Linked DNA regions of Mus musculus: regions 1 and 2 are each linked to region 3. Evidence: chromatin contacts called from public promoter capture Hi-C data. All regions are on one chromosome and are shown on one strand. Each heading gives the region's core, a stretch centred on a gene start, on an enhancer-like site or on the middle of the called end of the contact. The rest is flanking DNA. Distances are from core to core; before and after follow the strand shown.

Evidence for each region. Promoter capture Hi-C pulls out the DNA fragments that hold promoters and counts their contacts. Capture Hi-C pulls out chosen DNA fragments and counts their contacts.
Region 1: a contact with region 3 is called in a promoter capture Hi-C map of liver, with 2.2 times the contacts expected there. The contact joins the promoter of Use1 here to the promoter of Zfp882 in region 3. A contact is called at or near these places in 1 of 39 promoter capture datasets (hippocampal neurons), 1 of 484 Hi-C or Micro-C datasets (uterus), 2 of 115 datasets of contacts at active chromatin or transcription factors (astrocytes and neural tube) and 2 of 9 other capture datasets (adipose tissue and liver).
Region 2: a promoter capture Hi-C map of stem cell-derived epiblast-like cells shows a contact between it and region 3, with 5 times the contacts expected there. The contact joins the enhancer-like site here to the promoter of Zfp882 in region 3. A contact is called at or near these places in 13 of 39 promoter capture datasets (the 3T3-L1 cell line, 3T3-L1-derived adipocytes, the C10 cell line and 7 more), 2 of 15 datasets of contacts at CTCF or cohesin (large pre-B cells and pro-B cells), 1 of 484 Hi-C or Micro-C datasets (bone marrow-derived macrophages), 15 of 115 datasets of contacts at active chromatin or transcription factors (the 230-238 cell line, acute myeloid leukemia, astrocytes and 6 more) and 4 of 9 other capture datasets (adipose tissue, embryonic stem cells, liver and 1 more).

Annotation. Positions count from the first base shown.
Region 1 is chr8:71,364,350-71,368,631 of GRCm38.p6, reverse strand. Use1 (unconventional SNARE in the ER 1 homolog (S. cerevisiae)) reads right to left here and starts at 1,415. Exons shown (of 8, transcript NM_025917.4): 1 at 1,263-1,415; 2 at 939-988; 3 at 784-862; 4 at 521-673; 5 at 70-82. The coding sequence starts at 1,397.
Region 2 is chr8:71,128,758-71,133,090 of GRCm38.p6, reverse strand. It overlaps a transcript of Gm7827 not described here. Among named protein-coding and RNA genes, the nearest start is that of Gm7827, 9.4 kb to the left of the region's middle. Within about 2 kb of position 2,165, at least 6 of the 459 cell types and tissues checked have an H3K27ac peak or open chromatin away from gene starts, as enhancers often do. A contact at or near this core is called in stem cell-derived epiblast-like cells, where this site is marked.
Region 3 is chr8:71,907,301-71,911,800 of GRCm38.p6, reverse strand. It overlaps Zfp882 (zinc finger protein 882), which reads right to left and starts at 3,195. Exons shown (of 3, transcript NM_001166645.1): 1 at 3,063-3,195. The coding sequence starts at 3,065.

The DNA of each region.
Region 1 (4,282 bases), core at 166-2,665, 540 kb after region 3:
AAATCAAGGGGGATGGGCAGGCATGAGGGCTGTGGGGTGGCAGGAACAGTCATGCTCAGCATGTCTCACCTCCAGATGGTTCCTGTGGGGAGGAGAGAGGAATGAGGCCATGCTCTTTGATATCTTCCCTAAATCTCTCTCTGCTTTGGGCTGACTCATGTAAAGCTGTGGGGCCAACTCTGGGGTTTAACCAGATGTGGTCCATTCTTCTTTGTTTTGCTAATTTTTTTTAAGACAGAGTTTCTCTGTGTAGCCCTGATTACTGGACTTATTCTGTAGAGCAAGCAGGCTGGCTTTGAACTCACAAAGATCTGCCTGCCTCTGCCTCCTCAGTGCTGAGGTTTAAAGACGTGTACTACCACCACCCAGCCAAATTCCTCTTCTTGAGCACAGTGCCTTCCTGGGGAAGCCTTGCCTAAGGCCCACTAGAGTTTGTGGTATTATTCCAGTCTTTCCCCTCTGAAGACTACTCTTTTTGCTATCCAGAGGTTGGTCCCAAGTACAAGGGAGGGAATCGTACCATGCCCAACAGCTCACTCCGCATCTCACTGGTGTAACGTGCCCTAGACTGCAAATGTACAGTCTTGGTGGCAGGCACCCGCTCCTTGGCTGTGGTGGGCACGCGGCCAGGAGCCAGGAACTGGTTAGCTAGAGCTTTTTCAGAGGAGGAGGTCTGAGGAGACATAGGAAGGGGAAGACGAGTTACTGGGGGGCTGTGCCCTGGTCCTAGGGGCTGTGGGGAACTGAGTGAGGCCCGCCTGAGGGATGGGAGGGCAGGCTCACCAACTTCTCGGCCTGCAGCATGCCCTTCAGAAAGTCCACTTTGCGGGAGTACTCGCTGATCACTTCTGAGGCCGGTTTACTGAAAGGCAGCAGGAAAAAGTTAGTCTGCTGCTGTGCCGTCGTAGGAGGTGGTGACTCGGTGCCCCCACACTCACCTTGCTTGAACTTTCAGGGCCTGCAGCATGTCTTCCAGGGCACCCACATACTGGGAGGGAAGGTATGGTGTCAGCCAAGCCAGTGGCCCAAGGCAGGAGCAAACCAGGGAGAGGGGTGGGACCCGGAGAGGAGTCAGAGAGGGGAGGGGACATAAGCGAAGACCTAGAATTGAGAGGGCGTGGCCTGTGCGTGAAGCTGTAGGGAGAAAACTAGGACGTCAGGGGTTACGCACGAGGGGCGTGTCGCCGCGGACCAGAAGGAGCGGAGACAGTGGCCTGTGGAGTTGGTTCGCAGGCCTTTGCGGCGGCGTGGGAATCCCTCACCTTCTCCAGTCGCCACTCGTCCGGTTCTCGTTTTTCTGCCGCCATCGACTCACAGCGACAAAGCAGCCGTACCAGGTTCAACTCCAACCGCGACGTCGCCAGCGGGCGATGATAGGCTCCTTCCGCCTGCGCCATCTTAGAAAAGGGCGGAAGTGCCTGAGTGAGGTCCTTCCCCTCCGAGGTCCGCCCTGCTACGCTTGGGACGGAAGTAGAGTTTTATTTCAAGCCGCAGTTTATTCAAAGATAAATCGTTTTCGTCCCTGTCTCTTTTTAAAATGATGGTCTTGATACCTGGCCTTTTTCGTTTTTTGAAGCAGAGTCTCTGTAGTCCATGTAGGCCCTGAACAGCCGATTATGTCCGGCGAGAATTCGTTGAAAGGACTGGAAAAGCCATTCCTCATCTTCCCTCGCCGGTCATTGCATTCCGCTTGTTCACCTCGCCTCTGCGCGCGCAGTGCACGTGTTTTCTACCTCTGTAGCGGGAACCTTGACCTGGGGTCTCCCCCGACCCTGCTTGATGACGTGTCAGTTGGGCGTTTCCATCTGGCCGGACCTGCTAGTTTCCAGTCCTGGCTGCCAGCATCCTGAGCTTTAATAAATCATGGTCCATGGCCCCCCCTTCCCTAGCTACCAGCAACTCTCTTTCATTTTAGGTTACATGTAGTCGGCTACATGATCGAGGCCCCGAAGGATGGAGAATATTGTACCTCCCGAAGAACTTAGCCAATGAGAAATTCAGGGATCAGGGAATGAATGCCATGAGGATTATAAAACAAGCCAGGATGCCCTGGAGCTGGATTTACCGTGGTTGTGAACCAATATTAGGTTTACCTCTTTCACTCGCATGTAACTTATGAGCATTAGAAATGCTAGACAAGCCGTCTCAGTCCACGTTTTTAGAAAAGATGCCTGTGACTCCGGGGATCTGACACCTCTGATTTCTTCACGTTTCATATGCACACACCAACACACAATTAAACATAACATTTTAACCTGGGCAGGGTGGTGGTAGGGTTTTAATCCTAGCACTCAGGAGAAAGAGGCAGGTGGATCTTTGAGTTTGAGGCCAGCTTGGTCTACAGAGAGAGTTCCAAGACAGCCAGGGCTACACAGAGAAACCCTGTCTCTAAAAAACTATTTAAACCTTAAAAAACAAAAATGATACTGGATCCCCGAGCACTGGAGTTATGGTGACTGTGAGGGCCATGTGATGCTGGTAATTGAATACTGAGCCTTGTTGCTTGTGGTTTGAATCAAAATGAGCCCATAGTAAACCACAGGCAGTGGCCATATTGGAGGAAGTACACCATGGGGTGGGGTGTGCTTTGAGGTCTCAAAAACTAGGCCTACTGGAATACAGTCCTTTTCCTGCTGCCTGCTGATTCAGATATGGACTCCTCAGCTACCTCTGTCTGAGTGTCACCATACTTCCTGACATGACAATGATGGACTAAACTCCTGTGAACCAGCCCCCCCCGCCCCCCAATTTTTCCTTTATAAAAGTTGCCATGGTCATGGTGTCTCTTCCCAGCAATAGAAGCCCTATGTCCTCTGAAAGAACAGTAAGCACTGTTCGGAGCTAGCTCTCACTATACAGCCCTGACTGGCCTCTTTTGAGATTAAAGGCCTGTGCCACACTAGTACCTGCACGCCATCCTGACTACCACACCCACAGAATGTGTCTCCTTTCTAAAGAGGAAAGATGCTGTGTTGTATGTATGTACCATTTTTTTGCTCTTCTGCTCACCTGCTGCTACAACCTGCATTACTTTGGGATTGACCGAAATGGAGTGACATGGAATAAAGAAACAACAGTCACACATACCTAAGACCTGGCATTGGGTGGGATGTCTTACATTTTAAATTTGATTATTTGTGTGTGCATGTGCTCTTGTGTCATACATCACAGTGCACACCTGGGGATTAGAGGACAACTTGTGGAATGGGTTCTCTCCTATTGAGTGGTTGAGCCTATCTGCCACTGCTTGTGACTGGCCTTCATAAGGACCAGAGCATAGCAGGTTTCCTGGGGTCCCATTCACTTCAGAAAATGTGCTATGGAATACTGAGTTCAGGGTCCACAAAGGAGCACTTCTGTGGAGTGACTGATGTGTTTATAAAAAGATAAAGAGAGGAGATATGTTTTGGTGGATGTGTAGTTAGGTATGGAGGAAGGGGGTACCTCCATGGGCCCATGCTGAGGCATCCCTTCCCCCTGAGGGACCATCCACACGATGGTATAGAATAGTTTATTCAATGCATGGGGAGGGTAGTTGAGGCAGAGAAAGGCAGAGAGAGAAAGAGAAAGAGGGAAGGAGGGAGGGGGGAAGAGAGAAGAGAAATAGAGGCTGGCCATGAACATGTAGAGAGAGGGGAGGGGGAAGAGTACAGTGAAGGAGCAAGAAGGCAAGAACAAGAGAAGTGAAGGGGGGAAAGCAGCCCCTTTTATGGCGAGTCAGGCAGGTAACTGTGTGGCAGAGCTTAAGCAGACTCTAGGCTGCCCTGTGGAGGTTCTGTCCAGTTCAGGATAAGGATGACATCAAAAGGTGATTGATGGTGGCACTGGAGTGTTAATGTAACTTTTATTCACCTATGGAATTGTCTTGGAGGCTTATTGCCCATGTCTGCTAACCTAGGCCTAGCCTTGGAAGCTTCTAGCCTCTGTACAATCTAATCTAGGCCTGGAATGTTTTCAGCCTCTGAGACTTGCTGCAGAATATGCTCACCCTTTCTAGTTCTTTCTGACCTCTGACTGGCTGATTTATCTCACCTTTTCTGGCTCCAACTGATTCAAACTGGCCCGTTGTAGCCTCTCCTGAATTGCTCTGCTTTGCCTCAAACTCTAGCAATCTGTTCTAACTTTCTGGTTCCTTCTCATTCCCTGGTTTGTTCTGTCTTCACCTGTGTCTAGCTGTTCTCCGTTCAGTCTGTTCCAGTAAAGCTGCCTCCTCTCTACATTGCTTCCCTTTCCTCTTTTCTCGTGGCATATCCAATTCTGTCAAATCTTTCTCTGATTCATC
Region 2 (4,333 bases), core at 916-3,415, 780 kb after region 3:
TGACTGCCAGGCTGTGGGCTTTTCCTATGAATAATTAACAGGCTGTTGGGGGTTGTTGCACAGATTTTGATAAGTTGTGTGTGTCCTGTGGATGATTGACAGGCTTTGGGTCTTGCATAGGAATGACCTATAGATGCAATTCTACAGATCTCTTGAATCTATATAAATTTTTGATAACAAATGAAAATCTAAACCCTATGTCATCAATACTTTGATTTTTTTCATTCCCATATTTCTTTTGTTTTATGCCCATGAGTAGTGTTTCCATACCTCACTACCAGCAGGAGCACAACACACTCCTAAGGTAATAGATAAAGTGTCCATGGTAATCCAGGTGCTAAATGTTAGCAAAGCAGGACCTCATGCTTTGCCATAAAATCATCAGTGTGCCCCTGGACTCATACAAAAATTGGGTAAATATCTCTACAAAGTGGTAACCTATACTATCCAACTCCCATGCTTGATATTCAAAAGGCTTTAAGCAAAATGAAACTAGGGTTCCAAAGAGTATGGCTCGTTCCATTTAATAATTTAAATTTATAGAGTGTATGAAACTTGACTGAGAAGAGGAACATAAAGATATAAGAATAGGAAGATCTGGGGAGATAGTAAAATCTATATTCTACACTATAGCTATCTAAATTATGTGTGGGAAAGAAATGGACTGATAGAACGAAAAACTACAGTTGGACAATTCAGTGTTTTTAAAGAAAACATTCAATGAGCAAAAGAATATCTTGAAACTATAATTTATAATTTATTCTTGTATTATCTATATGAAGCTCCAACTTAAAGAATAATTAGCCCCTTAGAACTACAAAATGATCAAGAAGCAAGGGGACTACAGAAAATCTACAGTTGTGTGATTGGTTCCCCTTCATAACCTAGTGCAGAATAAGAATAGGAAATAAGAATAAAGGGCAGGGGTGGTTGGTAAAACTCAATTGGTAAAATACTTGCCCTGAAAACCTGAGTGAAGATGTGGGGATAAGGGGATCCCCAAAGCTTACTTGCCTGCAAGTCTGAGAGTCAGTGTGCTTCAAGAGAGTAAATCAAACACACCAGGGATTTGGGTGAGTGAACATGTCTTTAAAACTGAGGGACCACTGGGTGGAACACACAGGGAGGCTTGATGGCCTGAGTTCTGTCCCCAGAACCCATAATGTGGCAGAAGAGAACTGTCAAGCAGCAAGTCCTCTGACCACCACACACTAGGCTCCGCATGTGTGGGACACGGGAAAATGAGAGGATGACAGTGTCAGTCTCTGTCCTTCACAGGTGTATCAATGCATACACCACATGTGCACAAGGTGAGTATGGGGGAGCAGGGTCACGGTGACAGTTCAAAATGTCTTTGTTTGGTCCATTAGCCAACACAGGAGATATTGAACTAATAATTCTTGGTGATGTCTTTGCATTAAAGTTGACAATAGATCTTATGATAAATTTTTCCGTATTATATATAACATAGTATAATTAACATGAATATTATGGAGAGATGGCTTAGCAGTTAAGAGCTCTAGTTTTGTTTGTAGTGCACTCAGTTTTGAGTGCTAGCACCACATGGCAGCTCACAACTGTCCATAACTCCTGTTCCAGGGCATTTCTCACTCAATTCTAGCATACAGTGCATAGAAAACAAACAGCAGCAAAATACTCCTCTATATAAAGCTACAAAAGTTAAGCATATACAATGAAGTAAAATGTATGTAGTTTCTTTAACTAAGTCATGTTAAAATATCCAATACAGTTCTTCAAAAGAGACAATGGGAAAGTATTTATAAACTAACTGAATTTTTTGTTTTGTTTTCCTTATAGAAGGCCTGGGAGCTGATGTCTTAAAGTACGTATGTCTAGGTGCCCAGGACCCTAAAGCAGGTAAATGATCCAGTGAGGCTCAGTAAAAAAGAGCCTAAGTATAACCTCTCCCCTCTCAGAATGCATTCCATAAAGTACAGTGTGCCCATGCTACACTCAACAGACCCAAGAAGGCTGGATAGGAAGAAGGGCACAAGAAAGGATGTTTGATTCTATTGAATGGTCATGGGATGCAGATGGAGGGAGAGAACTGCATGAGAAAGGAGATAGGGATGGAGAGGTGGGTTCATTGTCTGGTGTGGGGAGGAGGGGGGTCCATGATAATGAATGGAAATCTGCAACTGACAGGGATGGTAAGGAGGGGGCAACTTTAGGAAGAGACGGAGACATAGGATAGGGGATTCACACAAGTATCACTGTGGGTGTGCTTAGCTGTGACTCAGCATTGGCGATATGGAGCCTGGGGAGGCTTCCTCTTCTGGCTAGGCAGGAACCCCAGTGGAGCAATAGTGACATTAACCCACCCACAAAACTTTTAACCCAAAACTTTTCCTGTCTAAAGAAATGCAGGAATAGGGGATGGAGTAGAGACTAAGGGAATGGCCAACCAAAACCCCACCAAACTTGAGACCCATCCCATGGGCAAGCAACAGTCCCTGACACTATTAATGATACCCTGTTATGCTCATAGACACATACTGGTACATACTTTCCTATGAGAGAATCCACCCAGCAATGACTTAAATAGATGTAGACACCCACAGCTAAACATTAGATGGAACTTGGAGACTCTTGTGGAAAAATAAGAAGGGTGGCAGTGCCTAAGGGGATAGGAACTTCACACGAAGAACAACAGAATCAACTAATGTGGGACCATGAAAGGCAGCCTAGTTTCTGATTGAGCTAGGTTAAAAACCCCAGAGACACAGCAGATAACTCTGCAAGGAACAGTAGGTGCTTTGCCACGCTCCTAGACAACAGGATCCTAGACACCTAGGAGGCCTCTCCTCAAGACCATTTTAATGAGGTTCCTAAAGGCCTGAAGAGCATAGCCAATTAAGCTCTCCTTCCCAGACACTACTCACTGCAAAAGGTATGTAACCTCAGGCCTGCCCTGAGAAAGAGAGTATAGTTTCACTCATCACAACAGTCCTCCATGACAATAAATGCTTTAAAACCATGGACTGTTAAAGATCTTTTCCCAATCTGTTGGTTGCCTTTTTATCTTACTGACAGTGTCCTTTGCCTTATAGAAGTTTTGCAATTTTATGAAGTCCCATTTGTCAATTCTTGATCTTACAGCACAAGCCATTGGTGTTCTGGCCATGAATATTCCCCCTGTGCCCATATCTTCGAGGCTCTTCCCCACTTTCTCCTCTATAAGTTTCAGTGTCTCTGGTTTTATGTGGAGTTCCTTGATCCAGTTAGACTTGAGCTTTGTAGAAGGAGATAAGAATGGATCAATTCACATTCTTCTACATGCTAACTGCCAGTTGAGCCAGCACCATTTGTTGAAAATGCTGTCTTTTTTCACTGGATGGTTTTAGCTCCTTTGTCAAAGATCAAGTGACCATAGGTGTGTGGGTTCATTTCTGGGTCTTCAGTTCTACTCCATTGGTCTGTCTGTTGATGTACCAGTACCATGCAGTTTTTATCACAATCGCTCTGTAGTAGGACTTAAGGTAGGAGATGGTGATTCCACCAGAGGTTCTTTTATTGTTTAGAATAGTTTTTGCTACCCTAGGTAGTTATTCCAGATGAATTTGCAAATTGCCCTTTCAAACTCTGTGAAGCGTTGAGTTGGAATTTTGATGGGGACTGCATTGAATCTGTAGATTGCTTTCGGCAAGATAGCCATTTTTACTATATTAATCCTTCCAATCCATGAGCATGGGAAATCTTTCCATCTTCTGAGATCTTCTTTGATTTCATTCTTCAGAGATTTGAAGTTCTTATACAGAGCTTTCATTTCCTTAGTTAGAGTCACAGCAGGGTATTTTATATTATTTGTGAGTATAGTAAAGGGTGTTGTTTCCCTAATTTCCTTCTTAGCCTGTTTATCCTTTGTATAGAGAAAGGCCACTGAGTTCTTTGAGTTAATATTGTTTTCAGATACTTCACTGAAATTGTTTATCAGGTTTAGGAGTTCTCTGGTGGAATTTTGGGGTGTCACTTATAAATACTATCATATCATCTACAAATAGTGATATTTTGACTTCTTCCTTTCCAATTTGTATTAGTGGATATTAGCTCAGAACCTCAGAATATCCAAAATACAATTTGCAAAACACATGAAGCTCAAGAAGAAGGAAGACCAAAGTGTGGATACTTTGATAATATATCCACTCCAGTAGTGTCTCGCTTGACAGGCCAAAAACCTGGAAGCAGTCCTGAGGCAAAGAGTTTCAAGGAAACTCAGCCTCCTGGAACCTTGGCATTCCCATAGCTAGAATGCCCCAGATTTGTCCCTGCAATATCGTGGAGGGTCTTGTATGTTTTCTTACAGTATTTTACT
Region 3 (4,500 bases), core at 1,946-4,445:
ACTAACCCAAAAGATATCTACATATAAATAAAGAGTATATCACATAAAGAATGTGAACTGAATGAGCTGAACATTTTTCAAAACAAGAGTACTGAGCAAAAATGTCTAAACAAAATAACGTTATGTGGCTTCATTACCCTGATATCACAAATAGATCACCCAGAAATAGAGACAGACAGACAGACAGATCAACTGAGGAACTTCAGAGTTAAACTGCATCATAGATCATGCACCTAACAGCCTTTTACTCCTTTTACTCTATCAAACAAGTGCAGAACACATGCTCTTCTCAGCATCAGATGAAAGCTTCTCCAAAATACATCACCTACTAGGTGATAAGGCATTAGTAAATCAAAATACATTTTAAAAAGCCAACTAACAGAGCAACCAACCAAACACACCCCCCCCAACCAAAAAACACTCTGAAATGCTTTCTTGCATTGTACAAGATCAAAAATAGTCAACTTGCAAAATACTTAATTTGGAAAAACTATTAAGAAATCTAAGTCCAGGAAGACAGCTTAGTTTTTATCCTGCTCGCCACCTAAACATAAAAAACTAATTTCTGATCCCTAGTGCTCACATACAAAGTTGGCCATGGTGGCACACACCAGTGATGGGTACTTAGAAGGCTTGTACTGTGAAACTATTAGAGGAAAACAAAAATGTAGCCAAACTGCTCTGTAAAATGTATATATGATAATAAACAGCTCTGTAGAATGTATATATGACAATAAACTGCTCTGTAGAATGTATATATGATAATAGAAATAAACGAAAGGAAATCTTTACTTGGAAACATGCTCACATTTTTCCCTTTCCCATGAATAGAAATCAAATTATATACTGAAATGGAAAAGGCAAAAATCAAGAATTCAAAATCGCATAACTGACCTCAGATGCAAGACAGTCTTTGATAATATTAAACACCATGTCATGATAAGAGCTCAGAATCTAGTAGGCACAGAAGAATCATACATTAACATAGTAAAGGTCTGTATGACAGACACACATTAGTAATAACATTCTAAATGAAGGGGGCAAAACCTGAATGCATTGTCTCAAAAACCATAAAAAAACCAAAACCCACTAAGTGACTATTCACTACTCTTCTTGAATATAATATTAAACTATTAGCCAGAGAATTATGCAAGCAAAGGCAATAACAGGTATATAAATCAGAAAGGAGGAAGTCAAACCATCTTTGTTTCAATACATAAAGAGGAAAACCCAAACCTGTTACTGTAGTGTACACCAGGAGTCCCAGTATGTGGGAGGCTAAGAAAGCAGGGTTAAGAGTTCCAGGTCAGCCAGGCGTACACAGTTATACTGTCTGTGTAAAAAGTAACAAACAAACAAACAAACAAACAAACAAACAAACAAAAAAGGTATAAACCGGGTGTGGTGGCGCACACTTTTAATCCCAGCATTCAGGAGGCAGAGGCAGGCAGATTTCTGAGTTCGAGGCCAGCCTGGTCTACAAAGTGAGTTCTAGGACAGCCAGGGCTATAGAGAGAAACCCTGTCTCGAAAAAACCAACCAACCAACCAACCAACCAACCAAACAAACAAAAGTAACACATATCTGAGAAAACTAAGGAGAGTCCAAAAGATTACACCAAAAAGGCTTATATTATAAAGTATTTAGCAAGGGTACAAAATCAACACACAATGCCAGTATATTTTCTCTCAGCAAGTAATGAACTATCTCAGAGATACACTGTTAGAAAGTCATAATGCCTATACACATAAACTAAAATGCCCAAATTAAATGATGATGAGAAAATGTTCTACAAAGGCAGCTTTAGGTCACTGAAGAAAAAAATAAAGAGAAAGAAAGAGAGGATTTGGAGTTGGGTGGGCAGAGAGGTGGAGAGATTGGGGAGGAGTTGGGGAGAGGAAAAGTGTAATCAGAATATATTGTGTGAATTTTTTTTCAATTAAAAAAAATAAAGAAATTAAACACGACACTAGAAAAGACTACCATGATCATGGATTAGGAGAATCAATATTGCTAAAATAATTCAAAGTTGTAATTCAGATTCAATGAAATTTCCATTAAATAATCACATTTTACACACAACTAGCAACAGTTCTTAAAATTGCTATGACAGTGCAACAGACCCGGGGGGAGCCCAAGATATCCTCAGCAAAAAAAGAGCACACTGTGCAGATCTGTAATGAAAATAAACAGAACAGAACAGAACAGAACAGAACAGAACAGAACGAAGCAAAACCCGACAGAGTAGTGTCATAAATATTGATGTACAGTCCATTGGAAAAGAGAAAATAAAAATAAGCCCATACGTTCAGCCAACTGATTCTCAACAAAGGTGCCAAAAATATATACCAGAGAAAGCACCAATAAAATAATGGTGTTAATGCTGGATTTCTACATGATGTTTGAAACTAGACTCTGATCCTAGAGAAAAACCAATTCACAAATTGTTCACTTGTTGCCTGAAAATGACTGGCTGCTCAGAAAAGACAAAACACTATTAAGCACGATCAAACCCGTACCTTAATACTGTTGACATATCCCTCCAAGCAAAGCCCTTCTCTTCTAGCCACCGCTTGACACGTTTCACACTTTTTATCTCGGGCCTTCTCCCTATTTCTAACAGTCCTTTCAAATAAAGTCATGTCTCAGCATTAAAGAAGTTGAATCCCTACAAACCGCCCAACTGCATCACAGATGGCCACACTCCTTGCACCCCCATGTTGCTCACGGGGACCTGTGGATCGCCCGGTCCAGTGAGTTTGGCAATGTGGGGACGGGCCTGGGAACCGAGGGATTTCAATTGTCAATCAAGCAGCAACAACAAAAGCATTTGGATGGAGAAGACATTCAAGGATTCCAGAATCCGCTTCCCATGGACCGGAAAGACTGGGAAATCAGGTTCTACTAGGCAAAACAAAGCAGCGGCACATCGCCCCCGCGCGGCTCCCGTACCGCCAACACAGCTGGCCGCGCAGTCCAGGAGTCGCGCGCGCAGCTGCAGTCTTTGCCGTGGTTCCCGTACCGAGGGACTCGCCTGCATTCCCCGCATCCCCGATGCTCACCATAGCTGAGCTCCGGACCTCAAGCAGCCTCACGCGGCTCCAGGGTGGAGCGGCCTGAGGTCCAGCGACCCCAAACTCCCTCAGCGGACTGGACTGAGAGAGCAGTGACAATGGCGTTGCCAGGAAGAAAGATGGCGGGTGAAGAACTTCCGCTCTGTTCTCCGGGCCTCCAGCGACCTGACTCTGATACTGGGTTTGACGGTCATGAGAAACCTGAAGCTGAACAGTTTGGCACTCAACTGAGAACAGAGTCGCAACTATGGTAGCACCAGAAAGAAAGATGGCGGTGATGCTCTTCCGCTTTGCCTGACCCCAGTCTTGATTGGATCACTTATCTCATAACTGTTTTGGGGAGGGTCAATGTTACACTGCAGGGTAGAACAATACAGCACTCCCTGAGCTGACCGTACAGTTTAGCGACTTTGGCACCAGAAAGAAAAATGGAGTTAAGGAACTTCCCACTGGTGCTCTTGACCCATACACAGAGCCCCTTGTGATGTTGTATGTTGTCAAAAGACCCTTACAAAGACCACAGAGACCGCCATCGTTGCAAAACGCATGAGGATTTTACTTGTCCAACATGTTGGGGAACACCCTCTCAGCACCAGGCCAGAGGAGAGATCCAGAACAAAGGAACACACTTTTTATTACCTTTGTAAGGGCCGGATCTAGGCACCAGGGTAGTTTGGCTTATTTTAATTGGTGTAGCCAATAACCTTTTTGGACATTGGTTGATTTGTATAGGGTGACTCTCATTTTGTCTGTCCTTGTGGTTTTTAGTGTAAGGCAGGGCAGGGGCATTGTTAATCTTGTTCTGGCAGCTGTAAGCTTAGTCATTTTGACCGTTAAAACTATGTTTCTATATTTGTTTAGCCAGCCAGCTTCTTTATCTGGCTCTGTACTTGGCCTGGTAGTACAGTTTGGAAAGTCCTTTTGAAGGGGGAAGGTACTAGGTAGTCTTGAATTTATTTTGGATATTACAGTGACACGATAAAGAATCCTTACCTAACTGGAACGAAAACAAGCACTCCAGAGTTAGCCATTTCCAGAACTGTCTAGTTTAAAATAAAAATGAGTGAATGAATGAATGAATGAATGAATAAATAGTGCAGAATTCTGTCAGACCTTCAAAGAGGAGCTAATACCAATTCTCTTCCACAAAATAGAAACAGAAGGAACACTACCTACTTCATTCTATGAAGCCACAGTTATGTTGATACCAAAACCACACAATGACTCAACAAGAAAGAGAACTTTAGACCAATTTCCCTTATGAATATTGATGTAAAAATACTCAATAAAATTCTTGCAAACTGAGTCCAAGAACACATCAAAACAATAACTCACCATGATCAAGTAGGCTTCATCCCAGGGATGCAGGGATGGTTCAACATGTGAAAATCCATCAATGTAATCCACTATATAAACAAAACTCAAA